Linked DNA regions of Oryctolagus cuniculus: region 2 is linked to region 1. Evidence: chromatin contacts called from public Micro-C data. All regions are on one chromosome and are shown on one strand. The core of a region is the stretch at or near the end of the contact, and the rest is flanking DNA. Distances in the headings are between cores, read along the strand shown.

What was found. A called contact is a pair of places that touch in the nucleus more often than the background predicts.
Region 2: a contact with region 1 is called in a Micro-C map of ear pinna, with 9 times the contacts expected there. The contact joins the enhancer-like site here to the promoter of SLC36A1 in region 1. A contact is called at or near these places in 4 of 6 Hi-C or Micro-C datasets (ear pinna, psoas muscle, skin fibroblasts and 1 more).

What each region holds. Positions count from the first base shown.
Region 1 is chr6:38,455,611-38,459,725 of mOryCun1.1, forward strand. It overlaps SLC36A1 (solute carrier family 36 member 1), which reads left to right and starts at 1,814. Exons shown (of 11, transcript NM_001082183.1): 1 at 1,814-1,920.
Region 2 is chr6:38,712,322-38,716,436 of mOryCun1.1, forward strand. It overlaps ATOX1 (antioxidant 1 copper chaperone), which reads right to left. Exons shown (of 5, transcript XR_007918994.2): 4 at 2,688-2,739. Among named protein-coding and RNA genes, the nearest start is that of ATOX1, 17 kb to the right of the region's middle. Within about 2 kb of position 2,165, at least 3 of the 8 cell types and tissues checked have an H3K27ac peak or open chromatin away from gene starts, as enhancers often do. A contact at or near this core is called in ear pinna, where this site is marked.

The sequences.
Region 1 (4,115 bases), core at 564-3,063:
GGGAGTAAGTGCACAGTGAATCCCGTTGTTGATTTAACAATTGACACTCTTATTTCTGACATCAGGAATCACCCGAGGCTCTTGTCATGAGCTGCCAAGGCTATGGAAACCTCTTGAGTTCACAAACTCCGACCTTATTTAGACAAGGCCATAATCAAAGTGGAAGTTCTCTCCTCCCTTCAGAGAAAGGTACCTCCTTCTTTGATGGCCCGTTCTTTCTGCTGGCATTTTTTTTTTTTTTTTGCCGCAGTGTCATGGCTTTCCATGCCTTTGAGCCAAATCCTTCTGAATGCCTTAAGGGGCATTTAGTTTTAAGATATAAGCTTCCCTTTAAAACAACTTCTGCTGCACCCCATAGGATTTGGTATGCTACATTTCTGTTGTTTGTCTGAAGATATTTTAAAATTTCTCTTTCGATTTCTTCTTTGGCCAAGTGGCTGACCAGGAACACGTTGCCTGATTTTCACATATCTGTGGATTTTCCAAGATTCCTCATGTTATTGATTCCTAGTTTCATGCTGTTGTGGTCTGAAACAATACTAGATACTATTTATTTATTTATTTTTTTGACAGGCAGAGTGGACAGTGAGAGAGAGAGACAGAGAGAAAGGTCTTCCTTTGCCGTTGGTTCACCCTCCAATGGCCGCCGCGGCTGCGCACTGCGACCGGCGCATTGCGCTGATCCGATGGCAGGAGCCAGGTACTTCTCCTGGTCTCCCATGGGGTGCAGGGCCCAAGCACTTGGGCCATCCTCCACTGCACTCCCTGACCTCAGCAGAGAGCTGGCCTGGAAGAGGGGCAACCGGGATAGAATCCGGCGCCCCGACCGGGACTAGAACCTGGTGTACCGGCACCGCAAGGTGGAGGATTAGCCTAGTGAGCCGCAGCGCCGGCCTAGATATTATTTCAATGTTCTTAGATTTCTAAAGACTTTTTTTGTGGCCTAGTGTATAGTCTATCTTGGAGAACGTTCCTTAAGAAAGCTCTGTATATGTCCATTAGACCCATTTGGTCAAAAATGCAATTCAAAGCCAGGATTTCCTTATTAATTTTCTGTCTGGTCTACCCATTGTTGAAAGCGGGGCATTGAATTCCTCTCCTGTTACCATACTGCTGCCTATTTCTCCCTCCGTATTCATTATTATGTACTTATTTAAGTGCTCCAGTGTTTGGCGCATATATTTACAATTATTATGTCCTCTGATAAATTGACCCTTTTGTCATTAAGTAATGAACTTCTTTTCTCTTGTGGCAGGTTTTGACCTGAAGGCTATTTGTTACATATTTTGTAAAGAAAAATCTGCAAACAGGAGGAGGGAAGAGGAGAAACCTAGATAATAATACCTTTCAAACATGCTGAGACGTTGCCATCCATTTTTAAACGTCACTTTAAAAATCTAAATATGTAAAAGATAATGTTACCCGACCACACAGTCCCATTTCCAGTAGCTGCTACAGGTGAGACTTTGTGCATCTAGAAACGTGACTAGGGAATGTTTAAAAAGCTGTTTTATCTCTTGATTAGAAACGCGATACGTGTTCGTTGAGATGTGTTAAAAATTAGCAGTCTTTCACAAGCCCACAACCGGAGAAAGGGTGTTCTTTCCAGAACTCATCCGCGTTCCAAGATCCACGCCTTCCTGCCAGAGCCAGCCCCCCGCCCCCAGGAGCAGGGTCCTTGCTGCAACGGCAGCAGTAGGTCGCCAGGGGGTGCTATAGGGAAGAACTCCTGAGCACCGGGAGCGAAGAGCAGCACTGAACACGTGACTTTGGCCTCCGGCTGGGGTGCCTTAGTCACGTGACAGGGTCCGGAAGCAGCTGCCCGGCTGCTAAGGAGGATGGTGAGGGGTCGGCGCTGAGGCAGGGAGGTGGGCTGCGCCGACGCCGGCCGGAGCCCGGGCTGGAGCCGGAATCCGAGCGGTGAGTTCCTGCGCAGGCCTGCTCTGGCTGGCCGCGGTCACCGCCTTCTGCAGGGCCCACCTCGTCCTCCGCTCGGGGGAAGCAGATGCTGTCGGTCAGTGGGTGGACACGCCTGAGCTGCGGGTCCGCGGAGCGGCTCCCTGGTTGCCGGCTCGGAGCTGCGATTCCAGGCGATGTGGAGATCCCTTGTCCGCCGCGCTGTTTCTCCTGACCCTGTGGGGTTGAGGGTCTCCCGAGCTGTTTGACAGGTTGGGAAACGGAGGTCTCAGAATGGGGAGGCGCCTCCCCATGACCCAGCTTGGGCTTCTCCACGCTCGCAAAAGGACTTGGCGACCCCGGGCCGGTCCCTCCCCGCTGCGGGAGCCCCGTGCCCGGCTTGCTGATTAAGAGACTTTGGGGCACAGAGTGCCGGAGCCCCAGACCCTGAAGGTCATCCGTGCCCCCAGCACAGTTGGGGAAGCCGGGGCTCGAGGGTTCGGGTGAGCCCGGCGGCTCGCAGCCGCACCTCGCTCCCGCCGCTGGTTGGTGCTTTTCCGCACACCGCCTCCTGCAGGGAACTTGTCCGCTGGATGGAGCTCCCTTTCCCGTCCCTTTTCTCTGGCAGCTCTCTGCCTCCTCCACTGGTTGAAGTGGCCCCGGGGTGTGGTTGCCTGTTTGCTCCTGATGTTTCTGCAAACTCATCATTCTGTAGGTCCGTTTTCTAACCGAGCTGCAATTTTGTGCAAATCGTACCGGGATATGGAATGTGAACCGGAGGATGATGCTGGGAGGCTGTGGTGGCTCGGCTGAGATTGAGAAGAGCTTGGCAGTAACTTGCAGAGTGGGAAAGCCTTGGCCTTATTTTGCCTGGAACTTGTTAGATTTGAGCAACACTGGTGGTTTGCGAGGATGCTGAAATAAAATAGCAGCATGGCGTGGTGGAAAGAACTGGGACAGGAGCACTGGGAGACTGGTCCGCATCGGCCACGGTGGGCTCCCATCCTCACCTGCGTTTCGGTTTCTGTCTGTATCATGATGAGGCTGAGGCCTCCGGGGCCCCTCCTGGCCTGTCATTCTCTGTATCTAGGTCTGGTATTTTTTTTTTTTTTCTCCTCAGAAATTATTTCCTTCCTGTGTACTCTAACTAACCTTGTAACAGGACTTAACTAATCCAGTTGTCCAGGAAGCTGTTTCCTCTAAATTTATTCCCAAGTTGCTATGGAAACCCTCTCCCCTCTCCATCTTTGTGTTTTGTCCCAGTGAACTACTGAGAGCCCAAGCTGATTTTCACCGTCTTTATTATTTTGAACGTGATCAGGGCCCTCTTAAAGGTGCCTTTTGTCTGGAGCCTGGTTTGCAGTAGTTAACAAACCTGCACATTTAGAACGTGTTTTCTTGAAAGATGTTCCCAAGAAGTAAGGGAACAAAAAAGGCAGGTGTTTCAGTCTGAGCGTGAGCCTGCGGTGAGAGCCGTAAGCAGTGATGTGCTAAGTCTCACCCTTTGTTTCCAGATCTTTTAGATCATGTCATTTATAGCTGCCTGTTCCTGGCTCTTCATTTTCCCTTGAAATCCTGTGGCTGTGCCTTCAACCCCATTCCCGTGGCAGCTGTGGGTATCCAGAGTGTGCCTCTTCCAATGGTTGTATCAGGAGGCGGATTCCTTTTATTCTGTAGTATTCCAGGGACTACAACTAGGACCAATGGGTGGAAGTACAAGTGAGGGACTTTCTTGTGTGAACTTGGAACTTTGAAAGGAATGGTTGTCTCCCATATTGGAGCACTGAGCACCGAGCTTCCTGCTACTGGAAGTGGCTGTCACTGTGCAGTTATTTGTGGGGCTGTTGTAGATGACAGTACTGTACTGGGTAAACAGCTGGACCAGATACAGTTTAACTTTTCTTCCAATTCAGAGGTTTTGTGAAGTTCTAGGACTGGGCTTGTTAACATGTGGGACATGAAGGAGAGTGGGTAGAGAGGGACACTTGTAAGACTGTAATTTCCCCTGCCTCTGATCTCACATCACCATTCTCATGTTCAGTACTCCATCTTTTTCTTTCTCATGAGTGTCTCAGTTGTTTTTCTTTGCTTTTTGAAAGGCAGAGAGGCAGATCTCCCATCCTCTGGTTCACTCCTTTAATGCACACAACAGCTGGGGCTGGGCCAGCCCAGAGTTAGGAGTGGTGAGTTCACTCTGGATCTGCCATGTGAAAGGCATG
Region 2 (4,115 bases), core at 915-3,414, 260 kb after region 1:
CCACGTGGGAGACCCAGATGAAGCTCCTAGCTTCAGTCTGGCCCAGCCGCAGTCATTGTGGCCATCTTGGGAGTGAATCAGCAGATGGAAGCTTGCTCTCTCACTCACTTTCTCTCTCTCTCTCTCTCCCTTTGTATGTGTTTCTCCCTCTGTAACTCTTTCAAATAAATAAATCTTAAAAAATAAAAATGGGCCGGCGCCGCGGCTCACTAGGCTAATCCTCCGCCTTGCGGCGCCGGCACACGGGGTTCTAGTCCCGGTCGGGGCGCCGGATTCTGTCCCGGTTGCCCCTCTTCCAGGCCAGCTCTCTGCTGTGGCCAGGGAGTGCAGTGGAGGATGGCCCAAGTGCTTGGGCCCTGCACCCCATGGGAGACCAGGAGAAGCACCTGGCTCCTGGCTCCTGCCACCGGATCAGCGCAGTGCGCCAGCCGCAGCGCACCAGCCGCGGCGGCCATTGGAGGGTGAACCAACGGCAAAGGAAGACCTTTCTCTCTGTCTCTCTCTCTCACTATCCACTCTGCCTGTCAAAAATAAATAAATAAATAAATAAATAAATAAATAAAAATGATACATTGATGAATTTGAGAGCAATCATGCTAATTGAACTCATAAAGAAAAAATGAATAACACAGTGATTATATTTATATAATATTCTAGAAAATGCAAACTAATTGACAGTGACAGAAAGCAGATTACTGGTTACTCAGAGAGCAGGAGGATTATCAAGGACACAAGGAACTTTTTGGGGTGATGGATGTAGTCACTATGTTGACTCTGGGGATGGTTTAAGAGTTTGTGGGTGAATGGGTTTGTATAAGACACAATCATTAAAAATTACATACTCTAAATAAATGCAGTTGATTATGAAATTACATACATACAAAAAAAAGCTGTTGAAAAAGAAATTCATGGAGTGTGCATTTGGCACAAAGGTTAAGATGCCATTTCAGAGTCTCTGGGTTCGAATCCAAACTCTGCTCTCAATTCCAGTTTCGTGGGAATGTGCACCCTGGGAGGCAGCAGATGATGACCCCAGTTCTAAATCTCTGCCACCCACATAGGAGACCCAGATGGAATCCTAAACTCCTGGCTTTGGCCTGGTCTAGCCACAGCTGTTACAGGAATTTAGGAAATGAACCAGCAGATGCAAGATCTTTCTCTCCCTGTCTTAGTCTCATCTATGTGTGTGTGTGTGTGTGTGTGTCTACCTTTCAAATAAAATGAAAATAAGGAAGGAAGCAAGGAAGGATGGAAGGAAGGAAGGAAGGAAACTCAAAGACTTGCTTGAGCTCACTCAGCACACAGAGGGGCTGAGCCTGGCCAGCACACCCTGTGTGGCCCACACCACCTTGTGGAATGGAGCCTGCCCAAGTCCAGCTCGAAGTCCTACTGCACTCCAACTCTGCCTCAGAGGCAGAGTGACCCTTGGTACAGGACAAACCCAGGCTATGGCCATAGGGTGGCTGGGTGGATCAATGAAGGCAGAGATGGTGGGCTTTGCCACCTGTGGTGGCTGCAGACACAATGGACAGTTTCGGGAACACACCACGGGTGGCTTCAGGCTGCTATACTCATAACCAAGGATATTTTGACAAAAATACAAACCAGCAAAAAGGATTAAATCCGACAATCACTTCTTCTGTAGGATTAACTCAGCAAATACCTACTGAACCCCGCCGAGGGCCAGGTCAGTCCTCTCCCACTGTCTTAGGAAGCCCAGGTGCAGATGGAGTGGCAGCAGTGTGACAGCAGGACACACTACATAAAACGCCCATGTAATATGCCCTAAGTGCCTGCTCCATGTGGGGAGGAGAGACACGTGGCGTATCCTTGAGGGTAGGAAATACACGTGGACAAAGGCTTTGCCACAACACTGAAGCTTGCGAGATAAATGCTTTGCAGGCCAAGAGGAGAAACAAATTACTTCCAGTTGTTGAGAGGGTTCATGGAGGCTGTGGTATGTAAGGCAGGGAAAGGAATTTCTACCCAGAGACAAAGAGATGGGAGGGAGGCTGGGGGAGCAGACTGTTCCGTTTCCAGAGGCACCTGGGGAGCAGTCTGGCTGCAGTGAGGGGTGGGGGAGGTTGGGGCCAGGTGCTGGAGGCTGCTGACTATGTGGACACATCGGCTGCCCACCCGACCTGTCCTCTGTCGTGTGCCCTCTGCTCGACGGACAGCCAGCTGAGCTCCTGACACACAGGAGTATCCCCTCCCTCTCTGCCCCCCCCCCCCCCCCCCCCGCCAAGAACAGAACCAGGGACCTCAACTGGAAACAGATTCCAGCTGGGCGGGGGGGGGGGGGGGGCGCCAAGAAGACTCAAAAGAAAGCAACTCCTCCAAGGACCACTCGCCCTAAGACGCATCAGTGGCTCCACCCTTGGGCTTTCCAAGTACACCAGCCAGTCTGAACCAGGGCTCTTTGGGCAAACCAAAAATGGAAAAAATGTCCTCCAGCCTGTCTTCCTAGAGCACTCAGAAATTGCCTGAAACTTTCCTGTGGCCAAACCCAAAAGACACTGCCATCTGGTGGCCACGAGACCATACGCCATGAGGTCTGTGAAAGTGGCCTTAGGCTCCCAGAAGACACAGGCAGAAAGGGCTCGGAGGCCTATCTAGTACTTTCATAATGGGACTAGAATCCTGCCCGCACACTAGCCCAGTCTAAATTAAGTCTTATTTCGACTTACCAAGTTCCTCAAGGCTCAGGTGTTATGCATGATGCAGACATGGAAACTGCCCCTGGGAGAGATTAGGAGACAGGACCAAGGTGAAGTGCAGAGCGGGATCTTGTGCCAGGGTCCAGCAGCACTGGACCCCTCCCCTGTCAGTGCCCAATAAACAGAAAGGGAAGATTCTCGTGGGTGTGGCCTCCAAGACCCTTGCAGAAGATGCCTTTTCCTCTCTTCCCCAGCTACACGGTGAACTCTTTCAGAGTCTAAGGGACATGTAATCTCTCTCTCTTCAACAAAGGAGCTTGAGTGGACAAAGAGAAGCAGAACTTCGTGAGACCCTGACGGGTGAGATGGGAGACCTCAGCCCCAAGGTTGAAGAAGGCACTTCCCCCACTGGGCAGCCTCCTGATGTGAAGCTTCCCTTTTATTAATTTTTTTTTAACTTATTTGACAGGTAGAGTTAGACACTGAGAGAGAGAGACAGAGAGAAAGGTCTTCCTTCCGTTGGTTCACTCCCCAAATGGCCACCACGGCCGGCGCTGTGCTGATCCGAAGCCAGGAGCCAGGTGCTTCCTCCTGGTCTCCCACACTGGTGCCGGGACCCAAGCACTTGGGACATCCTCCACTGTCCTCCCAGGCCACAGCAAAGAGTTGGACTGGAAGAGGAGCAACCGGGACTAGAACCTGGCGCCCACATGGGATTCCAGCGCCACAGGCGGAGGATTAACCAAGTGAGCTATGGCGCTGGCCCCCTCTTTTATTAATTGGAAAAAATAATAATAAAGGACATGCAAGGACCTCGTTTAGCCCCTGATCGCTAATGGAATAGGTGCTTGGGTATTCCTGTGCTTTAAAAACTCTTTGAGGGGCTGGCTTTTTGGTGAAATGGGTTAAGCTATATGGCACCATATGGATGCCAGCTCAAGTCCTGGCTGCTCTACTTTTGATCCTGTTCCCTGCTAATGTACCTGGGAAAGCAGCAGAGGATGGCCTAAGGGCTTGGGTCCCTGCACCCACATGGGAGACCCAGAAGAAGCTCCTGACTCCTGGCTTCCGATCCGGCCCAGCCCCAGGCTGTTGTGGCCATATGGGGAGTCAACAGTGGATGGAAGATCTCTCTCTTTCCCTCCCTTTCTCTTTGTACTCTGCCTTTCAAATAAATACAATAAATCTTTTATAAAATTTTTTCTTTGAAATTTTTCTGTGTGGAAGAACACAAATAACTCAAAGCTCTTTGAGATATTCATTTTTTTCCAATCATTCTTAAAAGTATGTAGGATGGGGCCAGTGCTGCGGTGTAGTGAGTAAAGCTGTGCCTTATGGGGCCAGCACTGTGGCGTAGCGGGTAAAGACGCCTCCTGCAGTGTCGACATCCCATGTGGTCACCAGTTTGAGTCCTGGCTGCTCCACTTTCAATCCAGCTCTCTGCTATGGCCTAGGAAA